Linked DNA regions of Rattus norvegicus: region 2 is linked to region 1. A link is a contact called in public Hi-C data. All regions are on one chromosome and are shown on one strand. Each heading gives the region's core, a stretch centred on a gene start, on an enhancer-like site or on the middle of the called end of the contact. The rest is flanking DNA. Distances are from core to core; before and after follow the strand shown. Region 1 holds the start of Msh2 (mutS homolog 2). Region 2 has its middle 26 kb from the start of Epcam.

Region 1 (7,419 bases), core at 2,464-4,963:
TTAGTGATCCACAACTCATGGGGGAAAAAGAACCCAGGCTGGAGTTAAAATTGGTAAGGACTTGTAGATGAGTATATCAGCCATCAATATATACATACTACTGACAGAGAAAAATGTTAAAACAACCTCTCAAAACAGGTTCATGGTTGCAATCCCAACACTTCAGGAAGGAGGCAACAGGGCAGGAGGTGAGGCCTGCTACATTGGAGTCTGAGGCCAGCCTGGATGCTATTCTTTAAGACTGGCCCCTCTTTACCAAGGCTGCCAGCGGCTCATCTCTTCATTTTATATCTGTCAACTTCAGAAATGGTGATAGAAAGTCCCCAAACTAGCGGTATGTGAAGTTAAAAACCTGTCAGACAGACCGGTGTTTGTTTGTCCACATTATTATGAATAAGTGCATGAGTATTCGTCCCAGTCCTTGTCGGGTGTGTGGTAAAAAAGTGCCCAGACTCCTGAAACCAGAGTTGTAAAAGTGATATGAGGCGGGACCTCAGAAGAAATGCAACCAGTTACAGCTGGGGGCACTGAGCAGGCTTCCCTGCAGAGGGATTTGGACTGAGGAGTTAAAGATGACCAGACATTTCCGACTGAGAGGTCAAGAGGGCCATTCCCGAGCAGAAGGTCAACTCTGAAGACAAACTAAGTTCATGGCCCCAGATCCGCATCAGGGAAATAGGCCGGCATGTTCAAGCTTCAGGAGATGTGGTTTAAGCTTCAGGAGATGTGGCGGGGAGGGTAGTCTGCAGTTAGATCGTCTGCAGTTCTCTTTTCCAAGTATGTAGATATTAGCCTGTGGGTTAGTGGTGTCTAAACTTGGCTGTGAGAAATACACTGGAAACTCCTTAAAAGATGCCAGGAAAGGCCAGGTATGGTGGTTCATGCCTGTAATCCCAGTATATGATCATACTCAGCTACTTACTGAATTTGAGGTCAACCTGGGCTATACCTTGTCCAAATCAAACCAAACCAACAACAGTTAAACCCCACAACCTGGGGGTTGGGGATTTAGCTCAGTGGTAGAGCGCTTGCCTAGGAAGCGCAAGGCCCTGGGTTCGGTCCCCAGCTCCGAAAAAATTAAAATATAAAAAAAAAATATGTTAAAAAAAAACAAACAAACCCACAACCTACAGAGTAATTTTCTCCAGAATGGGGTGGGGGGTGTTAAGCACAATGGACCCTGACCCCCTTCAGGTCATAATCCTATGGAATTTAAACCACATATCAATACAAAACACAGACCTCACTTCAAAGGGACTAAAAGAATTAAATATTTCAGAATCAAATATAGGCGGCCATGGCCTGGAAACACAGTTTACGTTATTCCAACATGGTGATGTTCCAATGTGATACAAGTTTTATGAAGTTGTTTTTGTTTTTTGTTTTTTTTTTTAAGATTTTATTTATTTTATATTAGTGAGTACCCTGTTACACTCTTCAGACACACCAGAAGAGGGAATCTGATTGTGTTGCAGATGGTTGTGAGCCACCACGTGGTTGCTGGGAATTGAACTCAGGACCTCTGGAAGAGAAGTCAGTGCTCTTAACTGCTGAGCCATCTCTCCAGCCCCATGAAGTTGTTTTGTTATTGATTAAATTAAATTATTGTGTTTTGTGTGTGTTTGTGCTCACATCCATAAGTACACGAGTAACCATAGCAGGGGGGTGTGGAAGTCTGAGGATGGCTTGTGGGAGTTGGTTCTCTCTATTTGTGGGTCTGTAGTAGGCCCCCAGACCTTAGCACAACTGACCCCATCATGGAAGTGTCACTCAGGGTGTAAAACTCAGCACACAGACAGCACCACCTGCCAAACAAAACAAAGACCTACTCCACCCAACTCCACAGTTCTGGGGCAGTCTCTAAATGCACTAGCCTTGCCTTTTGGCTTAGGTAGTTCCACTTCTGACTAACTGTTCTTGTTAACTAAAGTATGACAGCCCAGAACATTTCGTGTGTGTGTGTGTGTGTGTGTGTTTAAAAGCTCACCCCAAGAAAAGTTCAGTGCTACACTGGGATCCTGAACACCCAGGGTAGTTACTGGTTAACTAACAAAGTCGCCCTATTGGCTTAAACCTGTGTACAAGTTGTTTTCTCTGACCGACACTACACGATAGGTATAGGTATGGGATTCAGATTATCAGGCTTGGTACAAGTGCCTTTACCCAGAGCCATCTCAATGGCCCTCAAGAAATTTTATAGTAAAAGAACAAAGAAAGTTATAGGCAGGCAGGTTACAGCACAGGGGGGAGGGACTTTTGGAGGCCTTAGATTTTTTTTTTTTTTTAAAGATTTATTTTATTTATATGGATACACTGTAGCTGTCTTCAGACACACCAGAAGAGGGTATCAGATCTCATTACAGATGGTTGTGAGCCACCACGTGGTTGCTGGGAATTGAACTCAGAACCTCTGGAAGAGCAGGTTGGTGCTCTTAACCACTGAGCCATCTCTCCAGCCCGAGGCCTTAGATCTTATTTGATGACATTTTTAGTCTTTCTGTTTGTAGAAACTAAGGGGTCTGTACAAAGACTTTACTGGTAAACACAAGGCTGTTGAGGTCAACACAGAGGTGGGCTGTTAGCAGTTCTTTAGAGAACTAAAGTTAGCTCGAGGTAACGGCTCAGGACTTGCAATATTTGCCCTCTCCCTGATCACATCCTAAGCAGTTAATTGCCCTAAAGAATATTTATAACCCTGCAGGTTTTCCTGTCAGTTTATACCTCCACATACAACTCATGCAGCCCAAACTGGCCTCCAACTGCATAGCCAAGGATAATATTGTATTGAGTTTCCTGCCACTTGGTCCTTCTGATCCAACCTCCTGAGAGCTGGGGTTTCAAGTGTGTGCCACCACACTCGTTTACAAACTACAACTTTTTATTTAGATTAAGAAAAAAATAAACTATTGTTTATTTGTTTGCCTTCGTGAGTGCAAGTGTCTGACGCCGACCTCCTCTACCCACAAGAGAATCTGGAGTTACCAGTTATGCTGAGCTGCACCGGTGCTGGGGACTGAACTCAAGGTAGGCTAGTATGAAAACATTAGGAAGAAACTGCGCGCCAACTCTTCAGCCCCCAATGTGTCCTTTTCTGTTTATTTTTTCCAGACAGGATTTCTCTGTGTAGTCCTGACTATCCTGGAACTCGATTGGTAGACCAGGCTGGCCTCAAAGGCCTCCCAAATGCTGCGATTCAGCCACCAGACTCGGTCTGCTGGGGACCGAACCCAGGGCCTTGTGCTTCCTAGGCAAGCGCTCTACCACTGAGCTAAATCCCCAACCCCAAACCTGAAATCTTACCAGGCAGTTTGCACTACAAACGTATGTCACGCACTCAAGGCTGGGTGGAGGAAAAAGAATAGTTCTTTGTTTACAAGTTCTTTGTGATTTCACTTTTAGGTTTCGGTCAGTTGAGAAACTAATTCCTAGCTGACCCCGCCTATCCTAGCTACCCACCCACCTGACTCTCGGGAGTGCGGACCTGAAAGCGTAGCCTCTGAAGGGGTTGCGCATCTGCAGGTCAGCGTGCAAGCGTGCAGGCAAGTCAAACGCATGCGCAGTAGCTAGGGTGCTAGAGTTCGCGGGAAGCTGGGGCCTTGCTCGGTTATGATTGGCTATTGCGGTAGACTCCCACCCACCAAGGAGCAGCGCTGCATGCTGATTGGGCGAGCCCACCGAGGCCGGACGCGGTTTAGGGGCGAGGTTGGGGAGGCGGGAAACGACCCGGCGAGCGCAGGGTCCGGCTGTACTCTCTTGGGTTGTGTGGCGCGTTTCGGAAATGGCGGTGCAGCCTAAGGAGACGCTGCAGTTGGAGGGCGCGGCCGAGGTGGGCTTCGTACGCTTCTTTGAGGGCATGCCGGAGAAGCCGAGCACCACGGTGCGCCTCTTCGACCGCGGCGACTTTTACACCGCGCACGGCGAGGACGCGCTGCTGGCGGCCCGCGAGGTGTTCAAGACCCAAGGCGTGATCAAGTACATGGGGCCGGCAGGTGAGGGCAGCCGCGGGAGCGGGACCGGCTAGGGGCCCGAGCGCGGCGGGCAGCTTTGCCGCGCCGGGGCAGGAAACTTGGGCGCGTCAGCGGTGGAGCAGCGGCCCTGCTCCCCTGTGCAGGAGAGGTGCCTCCTGGGGCTATGTGTTTAGCATATTGTTTTGGTTCGCCTCCGCACAGCGGGCTATGCTTGTGTGTGCACCGTAGAGCTCTCGACAATTCGCCGCCCACTCCAGGCTGTCCTCGAACGTCTGATCCTCAAGTTTCAGCTTCTTGATAGGATTAAAGTCATTGCCACCATGCCTAGCTCCAAATCTATAACAGCCCGCAGCCTAGGAGTGAGGAGTGGAGGGTGCGTTGGGAGATTCCTTTAGGGCACCCTCATTTGCCAATATAAGGTTTGTTTTTGTTTTTACGCCGTTCCGCTTGAGAACCAGTGATGGACCATTGTGGAAGGGCAGTATCGCCAAGTGGGCAGGACCTGGGATCTGTCCTGGAGCTGTACTGCCCGGATTTCAGTTGCAGCCCCCTAATGCAACTGACTGCGGTTGAGCTAGTTGGAAAGCCGTGCTCAGCATTCGTTTTTTTTTTTTTTTTTTCCCCTGCCACTTGGTTCTACTCACCCAGCATCATCTCTCCCTAAAAGGCTTCAGACCTCATTTGTGGCCTAGGTAGATTAATTTGACCACCATAATAAACCCATCCCCCATTGCTTTTTCTTTCAAATACAATGAATGCCCATTCTATCGTACTTTGGAGCTGTGAGTTGTAATTCTTATGCCGTTACGTGCAAATGGGATGTTACAGACAAGGGATAGGGTTACCTGTTTCTCCCTATGCGAGGTGATCGTCTGCTGCCTCCACATCCTGTAGTATTTGGTTTTGTTCGACAGTTGTTCCTCACCTTGAGTAAAGAGTGAGAAAGACAGGCAGGCACTCACATGAAAGTATGTGTCCATTATTATTCTTACCTCACAGTCTTCCCAGCCCTTGCCACTAGGTTATGTTTCTTCTCTAGATATTTTGGGATGTGACATGTAAATGAAGTCATATTTGTTCTTTGTTTCAAGGCTTATCTGTGCTCAGCATTTCATTCCCTTTGTTGCTAAATAATTGTATGGATTTCCCACATTTCATTTAGCTCTTTGTTGGTGGAATTCATATTGGCTTGTTTTTTTTTTTTTTTTTTGTTTTTTGTTTTTTTTTTTTTGAGACGAGGTCTCTGTTTAGCCTTGGCCCACTGGGAACTCAGGTTTACCTACATTGTCTTAGAGCCTCACACTACCTCCTGGGACTCCAAGCTTTCACCACCTCGAGTGTGCAGTTGAGCTTTACACAGGAACCTACACGTTTGTTTGCATTCGTACCCATCCTTCCCACCAGTGTAGTGAACAGTAAGTGCTTTGCAGCTTTCTGGATCCCATGCCATGGGCTTGGGTAGAATTTTGTTGATTTTTTTCATAGTTCTCTGGAGCTGGCCTCTGGTATCCCTTTACTGACATTTTACCCGCTTGATTGTGCTCATGTAATAAATGATCTGTTCTTCTAAGGCCCTGTGATCAGGGAGAGCCTCCTGCCTCAGCTTCCCAGGTTCAGATCCTGGAATGCATTATCACATTACAAGTCCTTTTATGTCCCACCATCTGGCACGGTTGAATGCCCATAGGGGCTATATGTCATTCTCAGGAACCTTGTACAAACGTGAGTATATTCCTTCTGTGGAGCATGGGTAGGTTTCAATTCTGATCAGTTGTTTCACAGCAGAAAAATCCTGTTCTCTTTATCCTGTTGGTTCTTCAGGAACTTAGAGTATACACAGACAAGGCCTTTAGACGCTAGTCATCAAGTGTGCACTGCCTCTCAGTGTGTCACACTTAATTACTCTGCCTTCTAGAGCAATGGCTTCTCAGAGGATAACCAGTGAACTTTTTCCGGATGTGGTCTCCATGGTGAAGTGATGAACTTTAATGCAGCCTCAGCAGTTCTGTCCTGACCAGATGGTTCTGGTACATGCTGTGTGTTGGTTTAGCCGCTGTCCCAGAATTAGGCCAGACCATCTTCCCTCACCACAATATATTTGCCAAATAAGACTACATTTTAGTTTCTAAATTGAGAGCTGATGCATTTTTATTTTATTTTATCTTTTGCTTTTCAGACAGTGTCTTAGTGTGTAGCCTTGGCTGGCTTGGAACTTAACATGACTCACAGAGATCCACCTGCCTCTCTGTCTTCCCAGTGTTAGGGCATTCTCCCTCAGACTAGCCTCGTAGACATTTACATACTGAGTTTTATATGTATGTGTTTGGTCTGCGTGTCTGTCTGCATCCTGTGTATGCCTGGTGCCAGAGGAGACCAGAAGAGAAGAGAGCCTCAGAGCCCCTCAGTATTAGAGGTAAAAATAGTTGTGAGTAGCCATATGGGTGCTGGGAAAATTGAGTTTTATTCCCGTGGATGGTGTGGTAATTTTATTTGTGTGCATGTGTGTGCATATGTGTGTGAGTGTGTGTATGTGCATGTGTGTGTATGCGTGTGTGCGCGTGCATTTGTGTGTGTGTTTGTGTGTGCGTGCGTTTGTGTGTAGAAAGTTATTTTACTTTGTTATGGCTATCCAGTGTGCATGCTTCACTGTGCACCATGCTTACGAATCTAGAAGAGAGCATTGGCTTCCTTGCAGCTGGAATGACTTAGTTTCCTCTAAGACAGGGTCTCATTTACATTTTGAAGAATAAATGATTCGTTTATCGTGAGAAGCAGTTCTGTTGTGATCATGTTAACAGCTCCCCCTGCCTTCTCTTGTCCACTAGATTCCAAAGTGCGTTGTCCCCTTGTGACCACTTATGTGTCTCCCCAGTTATAGGCTCCCAAGAGGAGCAGAATCACTCCTACTTGAGATATGGATGAGACAGTTCAAATTTTTTTTAAAAAAAGCGTGTGTATGGGTGTTTTGTCTGCATGTATGTATGTGTGTGTATCGTGTATGTGCCTGGTGCCCACAGAGGCCAGAAGAGGGCATTTGATCCCCTGAGACCAGAGCTACAGATGGTTGTGAGCAGCCACCCTGTGGGTGCTGGGAATTGAGCTCAGGACCTCTGTAAGAGCAGCCAGTGTTCTTAACCACTGGGCCATCTCTCCAGCCCCTTGCTTTTGTTTTTTTGAGACAGGATTTCTCTGAGTAGCCCTGACTATCCTGGGACTCAATCTGTAGACCAGGCTGGCCTTGAACTCAGACATTCGACTGGCTCTGCCTCCTGAGTGCTGGGATTAAAGCAGAGCACCGCCCAGCGAAGGCATTTGCTTTTTGTTTTTTTCTGAGACAGTTTCTCTTTGTAACATCCCTGGCTGTTCTAGAACAGAGGTCCCCCTGCCTCTGCCTGTGGAGGGCCTCCACACCCATCTAGTGAATTAATTTATTTTTATTCATCTCCTTTGG
Region 2 (7,419 bases), core at 3,618-6,117, 48 kb before region 1:
TGCCCTCTTCTGGTGTATCTGAAGACAGCTACAGTGTACTTATATATAATAAATAAATAAATCTTTAAAAAAAAAAAAAAAAAGCAGGTCAAAAGCCCATGGTTGTGGGGTCACACCCTCCAGTGGAGAAGCTTCACATGTTTTGCAAAATGGGCAGGATGTGTCAGTCAAAGCCCCTTCAAATAATGTTGACTATCCCCATGCGTTAGTCCTACTGTTGTCGTCCTTAAAAGCTGTATTTACTTACTGATTCTTATGTGTATGTGTGTGTCTGCATGTGTATAACAGGGAGAGGTCAGAAGCCCATCAGAGCCTAGGAGAGCAAAGAGCAAACCCAGGCTCTATTTGCAGTAGGCAGCTGTAACTGCAGAGACTGCAAACGGGGTGTCTGTGTGATCCCACCAAGGTAACATGGTAAAGAGCAAACTGAGAGAACGCACAAGCTGAAGGGAGAAGTGGACAGTTGTTCAGTTCTGCCTTCCCGGTGGCCACTGGACACAGCCCATTGGCATCCTGTGGTGGAGCAGGGAGGAGCTCAGGAGGCCACCCACCCTGAGGGGCTATAGGTTGCTGGAAGTGGGAGAGAGTCCATACTCCCCTAAGTCACCCTGATAGAACTCATTGAGCAGTGGGACAGGGACACACACACACACACACACACACACACACACACACACACACAGGATACCACAGCTATTAGCCAGAACGAGGAAAGGGACCAGCTACCACAGGAGGGTGAGTATAATCAAACTACATTTTATATAGCTATAAAAAGTCATAACACATTATAATTAACATATGTTAATACAAATATAAAATAAACAGATAAAATATTTTTTTCCAGGTGTTTCCAGTCTTTACCAGGGTAAAGAAGCTCCTTATGGTCACATGACGTGAGGGGCTGGCAGACAGGGTGACCAAACAGATAGGCTCAGGGCCCTAACCAAGGACAAAGCACGAAGGGTGCAACTGGTTGGACTGGTTTCCTCACAGACCTCAGTAACTTAATCCCTGAGAGATTGGATTTTAAAAGTAATTGATTCAGTGAGTGAGGCTGGTCTTGCTCTCCGGGGGAAGCCAGATGAGTCAGCTGCCTTCTGCCCTGCCCCGAGGGATGTTTCTAAGAGGAGTCACCTGTGCAAGGTGTAATAGGTCAGAAATTAGCCACTATGTGACTAACAGGCTGTGAGGGTTCAATATCAAGAGACTGATTCATTCCATCTGGAGAGAGTATCGGGCCACTTCACTGCGTGGGCGATGTCTCACTAGGCAATGTCTGGCCAGAGTCCTTGGCACTGAGAAGGTGGAATTGTGTGTCACATAGAGACAAGCACCTACCAGGAAAGTTCACGTTTTCCCCACGAGTGTTTCACTGATAATGGATTAGTGCTGTTTGCTGGGTGAGGACAAAGGAAGCCTTCCATTCCCGGCTTGCACCGAGGGTTCAGATTCCTGTTCCTTCTGGCCATCCACTTGGGGACAGAACTCGGTTTTGCACAGTTGAGAAACAACACGAGAGAATGTACAGAGAAGACGAGGACTTGCTCTTAGACTCTTCTCAAATACACATCCTTTTAAAGTAAAAGATTTGTTTTATGTGTATTGGTGTAGAGCCTGCATGTGTGTCTGTACAGCTCATGCGTGAGGTATCCTCAGAGGCCGGAAGAGGGTGTGGGATCCCCTAGAACTAGAATCACAGATGTCTGTTGGCTATTATGTGGGTGCTGGGAATGGAATCCAGGACCTCTGGAAGGCAGCCAGTGTTCTTGACTGCTGAGCCATCTCTCCAGCCCCCTCAACTACACTTGTTAGATGGCTTGGGGGTGAGGGATAGGCCTTTGTCTAACACTCACAGAATGTGCCTAGCATAATCTATGCCCCATTACATCACCAAAACAGCAAAAACAGCAAACACTAACATCCAGTGACTCCATCTGGGCCTTCCTTGAGGCATAGCCCACAGTCAAGAGCGGTGATTCAAAGAGAAGGCCATGTAAGTCCTGAAAATAGGCTAGACTTTGGTGCATGTGAGGAACTCTCGTGTCCAGAACGTAGTCTAGAGAAAGGGCACAGACTGCCATGGGTGTGGTCCTGAAGAACCCTCCAGGAGAAGGAGCATAGCTAGAACAAGTACAGAGAAGACTCTCTGAGGCTGGGACCCCCAAAGGAGACCCCATTTCCCTAAGCCGTAGAATTTCAAGGAAACTGAGCTAAGCTCCACAGGAGCTGGCTTCAGTCCCTTCTTCTGTCCTGACCACTGGTCCAAATCACCTGGAGTCAAAAAGGACTCTGGAGCAGGACTCTGAGGCAGGGCTTCTCAATGATGGACATCTTGGGATGTATAGAGGCATTTTCGTCACAAATAAAACAAGGCTGGCAGAATGACTCAGAAGTAAAAGCACTTAGCACCAGGCTGACATGACCTGAGTCCCTTCCCTAGAATCCACATGCATGGTGGAAGGACTGACCCCGCAGGCTGACCTCTGATCTCTGTATCCAAGCTGTGTGTGTGTGTGTGTGCGCGCACACACACACACACACACACACACACACACACACACACAGGAATAAATTTATGTTTACGAAGATGGAGTGGGTAGTAGTCAGGAACCTTGAAAGGTGTCCTAAGATACGGACAGATACAGGGAAGTCCCCACAGTGGAGTTTGTTCCTTGGAACCCCAGCAAAGGCAGGAGAGAAAAGGAGGTCCGCCAAAAAGTACATCCACAGAATCTACCAGGCAGGTGCTGCTGGCCTGCCATCCCAGCCCACGAGGGGGATGGGTAGGGGTGTGGGGAATCAGAGGGGGTCCAGGGGAGGGGCTGGGAGCAGAAGATAAGGGGTATAAGGAGTTAAAGGTCATCTTCAGCTAGAAGAGTTTGAGTTCTAGGCCAGTCTGGGCTACACGAGAGCCTGCTTCAAAAAAAAAGAAAAAAAAAAAAAAAAAAAAAAAGAAAAAGGCAATAAAACAACTTAATGGTGAACTTGGGACTACACTATCAGACTAAACAAACGAGCTTGGGGCCCAGCCACGGTCTGTCCCAAGGTCCCAAAGCTTGACAGTCTAGATTTTTTTCCCATCCCCTTTCTTATACAACTCTGTCACCCACCACACCTACCACTCTCTACAATTACATCCTGATTGACTTTTGCAGTGATGGGGATGAACCCAGGACTCTTTAAACACCAGGCAAGCGCCAACCACTAAGCTATATCCCTAGGGGGAAAATGCTTCTCAATGAAGCAGAGTTGGAAGAGGTTATTAACGTAGACGGAAGCACAAGGGTTATGAGGGAATTTTTGTCCTGGGTTGGTTTTGATTAGGTTTTTTTTGGTCTTTTGAGGTAGGCTGTCAGGCTGACTCCTGATTCTTCTGCCTCCGCCTTGCAGGAGCTGTGCTGACAAGCATGGGCCACCATGTCCTACACCTAACACTGTAGTAATAAAGCTCACCGATTAGTTCTCCTTGGAATACAACACGCGCCTGGCTTTGCACCATCCCCCTTTTTTAAACGTTTTATTGTGCATATAGGTGTTTCACTTGCCTAAATGATGAGCGTACTGCCTGGTGTGGCAGGCACCTGCAGGGGATAGAAGAGGCTAATAGATGTCCTGGAACTGGAATCACTGAGGGTTGCGAGGTGCCCGCGACGTAGGGGGTGGAGATTAAACCCAGGTGCCCCGGAAGAGCAGCCAGAGTTCTTAACTGCCCAGCCGTGTCTCCAGCCGGAAACTATCTAGTTCTACTATGTTAAACAGGGGAGAATTTGGACTTAGGCTGCCTGACTTGCCGTGTTCAAGGTCTGCGATGTCCATTTTGAATATTTTACCAAGTGTTAAGACCTCCCTCTGGCCTATCTAAACATGAGCCCTCCCTGCCAATCCCAGCCGCCTAACATTTGAAACTGAGCTTATTACAGACACTTGATTCTTCCAGGCATAAAAATAGCCAGTAGCTGCGACCCACTCTGAGCCTGTGCCCTGTCAATAGTGTGGAGATCACAGGACAACGTACAGGAGCCAGTTCTCACCGTTCACCGTTCGGCTTCTGGGGTTCTAAGTCAGGTCCGGGCTGGGCTGTCAGACTTGGTGGCACCTGCCATTGTGCCCTGAGCCATGTCACCTCCTCCGGCCTTATTAATGAAATAGTCAGGTCAGGGCGGTCTCTTGCCAGGAATCCATCCTAGCACTCTGCAAGCTAGAGTCAATTCCAGGCTCAGGAATAAAGAAAAAAAAGGGGGGGCACGCGTGCAGAAAGAAGGGGACGCTACAAGCGCTGAATCGGGGCGTTTCCTCCAAAAATTCCTAAACAATGCCCGCTCTTTTAACCTCTGGGAACTACTACAAGGCGAGAGTGCGAGCTTTACAAAGAACTGGGACAAAGCCGCTTTCAAGTAAGAATTTATTAGCTTTGCACTGCTTTTTAAAAAGTTTCCACTGACCTTAAAACAGGGAGATCTAAGGAACTGGCGTTTGGAGTTGGAGGGAAGAAAATCCCAGGGCTGCGGTCACACAGCCACATCAGTAACCAAGACAAAGGGGAAATGACAGAAAAATGGAGCCGCCTGAAACACTCATCTGGTCCCAAACTCCGTGCCCAGGAATCTCCCGGAGCGCCGCCCCCTCCTGCCACGTGATCACTCTCCAGCCTGGCTACCAGACAAAGAAGAGGGGAAGAGACTTGGGAACAAAGAGCGAGAACTGTAGTAGCTAGACCTTGGCTCCTGTCTTCTTACCTTACGAAAGAATATTAAAAATTAACCCGAGCTGCAAAAGAAGCCAAGGCACCTGACCATCTCAGCCCAGCTTAGAGGAGAGGGAGGCTCTCCCAGCCGGCTCAAACCCAATTATGTTCCGCCTTTTGGGTGTTGCCTCCTACTTCTGGACAGCTCTGGGTTAACTTCCCTCCCTTCCTCCCGCCCTCTCCTCCCCCCTGCTGTTCCGCATATATTTGAAGAAGACAGCCCTTTGACAAATGAATGTCGCCAATGGACAAACGGGCAAGGGCTTACTTCTGCTGTTTAGTGTTGTTTAGGAAAATGCAAACAAAGTTATGATGCTACTGTAGAAGGTAGTTGAAAACTGGACAGAGAATCAGGACCCCAGCCCCCACCCCAACATAGGGAGTGAGGCAGAGTCAGACACAGTGAATGAATATTAACGAATCAGGGCCCGCATTCTCACAGAGACCATGTCCTCTAACTTTCCAAATACTTTTCCTTTTGTAGATTTCCATTACGTAGAGTATATGCGACTGCCTTACATACAGTCCCACGTTTAGAAATAGATGGACTTTATAAATAAAGTCTGTTGAGCAGACTGTGAGTCTAATTTTTTCAGAAAGGGAATAAAACCTCACTCCTACAATTCAGTGTTGTGTTTAATCTGCTCTGTCATTTTCTTTTTAGATTTGCTTACAGAGATGAGTGTTTGGCCTTGGTGCGTGTGTTTGTGCGCATGCGTGCGCGTGTGCACATGCGCGTGTGTACTGCTTGCACGCTTGGTGCTGGTGAGAGTCAGAGAGGGCCTGGGGTCCCCAGAAACTGGAGTTAAGGTTGGTTGTGAGCCACCATGGAGGGGCTGGGATCTGAATTTGGGTCCTCTACAAAAGGAACAGATGTTCTTAACAGCTGAGCCATCTCTCTCTAGCCCCAGCCTTGTCTTCTTGTTCAGCCGGTCCCTGCTTCAGCTGCCCTGTTCTCCTCTGGCTGCTGGAGACCCATCTTGAAGTGGTAAAGCTCTTTCCAGACTCCAAGCACATCTAACACACCCTTCAACATCACACTCACAGAGCCAGTCTCTTAAAAGTGCCGAGCTAGGGGGACTGCAAAGATAGCTCAGAGGTTAAGAGTGCTGGCTGCTCTTCTAGAAAACCTGAGTTTAATTCCCAGCACACACAAGGTAGTTTATGACCAACCATAGATAGCTCCAGTGCCTGGGGACCTGAAGACTTCTGACCTCTGTAGACACTGTGGGCAGGTGCTACAGAGACACACATGTAAGCAAAACACCTATACACACGAAATAAATGTAATTTTTAATGTCTCGCCTGAGACAGACATGGTTACTCACGCCTTTAGTCCTAGCACTTGAGAGGCAGAAACAGGCAGATCTCTATGAGTTCAAGTTCAGCCTTGTCTAAAAAGAAAGAAAAGAATTCCAGGCCAGTTAGGGCTAGAGGGTGAGTGAGACCTCACCTCTAAACAAAGCAATGGAGCTGAGGATGGTGGTTCAGGCCTATAACCCCAGTACTTTGGGGCCCAGAGGCAGAAAGATCACTGCAAGTTCAAGGTCACCTTGTGTTACATGATAACCTGTCCCAAAAAGAACACCTCCCTAGGTTCTACTGCTGGTATTTAAAACATACACGCGCACCAAGGCCAAACACTCATCTCCATAAGCAAATCTGAAAAGAAAATGACAAAGCAGACACCCAAGCACGTTCCCCAGAAGGAAGCTGAACAAATACAAGAGCTACACACTGCAGTTCCTGCCGTCCTGGCTCTCTATTACCCTGTTACCCTTGTTTATTTATTGTTACTGTTACTGTTTCCTTTTGAGACCGGATGTTACTGTGTAGGTAATCCTGGCTGTCCCGGAACCTGAGTAACCACAGGTTGGCTTTGGACTCAGAGATCCTCTTGCCTCTGCCTCCCCAGTGCTGGGATTAGAGCATGTACCAACACAGCCTTGGTTTTTCTTTTTCTTTTTCTTTTTCTTTTTCTTTTTCTTTTTCTTTTTCTTTTTCTTTTTCACGCTTTTGTTCGTTTGTTTTCTTGAGATAGAGTCTAGTGGTGTGGCTCAGCCTGGCTTGAACTCTCTTGGTCTGACTCTCTTTTTTTTTTTTTTTTTTTTTTTTTCTTTTTTTCCGGAGCTGGGGACCGAACCCAGGGCCTTGTGCTTGCTAGGCAAGCGCTTACCGCTGAGCTAAATCCCCAACCCCGATCTGACTCTCTTGTTTCAGCTTCCAGAGTGCTGGGAGCACAGGTGTATGCCAAACCCAACTTGAAGGTGCTTTAAACTTAATGTATATACTAGTTTAGGGCTGGAGAGATGGCTCAGTGGTTAAGAACACTGACTGTTTTTCCAGAGGTCATGAGTTCAATTCCTGGCAACTACATGGTGGCTCACAACCATCTGTAATGGGATCCAACGCCCCCTTCTGGCGTGTCTGAAGACAGCAACAGCGTAGTCATATATAATACATATTAAAATAAATAAATCTTTTGGGGCTGGAGAGATGGCTCAGCGGTTAAGAGCACCCGACTGCTCTTCCAGAGGTCATGAGTTCAATTCCCAGCAACCACATGGTGGCTCACAACCATCTGTAAAGAGATCCGATGCCCTCTTCTGGTGTATCTGAAGACAGCTACAGTGTACTCATATATAATAAATAATAAATAAAAAAAAACATTTTAA

The links. Hi-C and Micro-C count contacts between places; a contact is called where the count stands out from the background.
Region 2: a contact with region 1 is called in a Hi-C map of liver, with 1.6 times the contacts expected there. The contact joins the enhancer-like site here to the promoter of Msh2 in region 1. A contact is called at or near these places in 9 of 12 Hi-C or Micro-C datasets (Schwann cells, frontal cortex, hepatocytes and 4 more) and 1 of 1 datasets of contacts at active chromatin or transcription factors (oligodendrocytes).

What each region holds. Positions count from the first base shown.
Region 1 is chr6:12,622,797-12,630,215 of GRCr8, reverse strand. Msh2 (mutS homolog 2) reads left to right here and starts at 3,713. Exons shown (of 16, transcript NM_031058.2): 1 at 3,713-3,989. The coding sequence starts at 3,779.
Region 2 is chr6:12,671,554-12,678,972 of GRCr8, reverse strand. No RefSeq gene overlaps it. Among named protein-coding and RNA genes, the nearest start is that of Epcam, 26 kb to the right of the region's middle. Within about 2 kb of position 4,867, at least 35 of the 93 cell types and tissues checked have an H3K27ac peak or open chromatin away from gene starts, as enhancers often do. A contact at or near this core is called in Schwann cells, hepatocytes and liver, where this site is marked.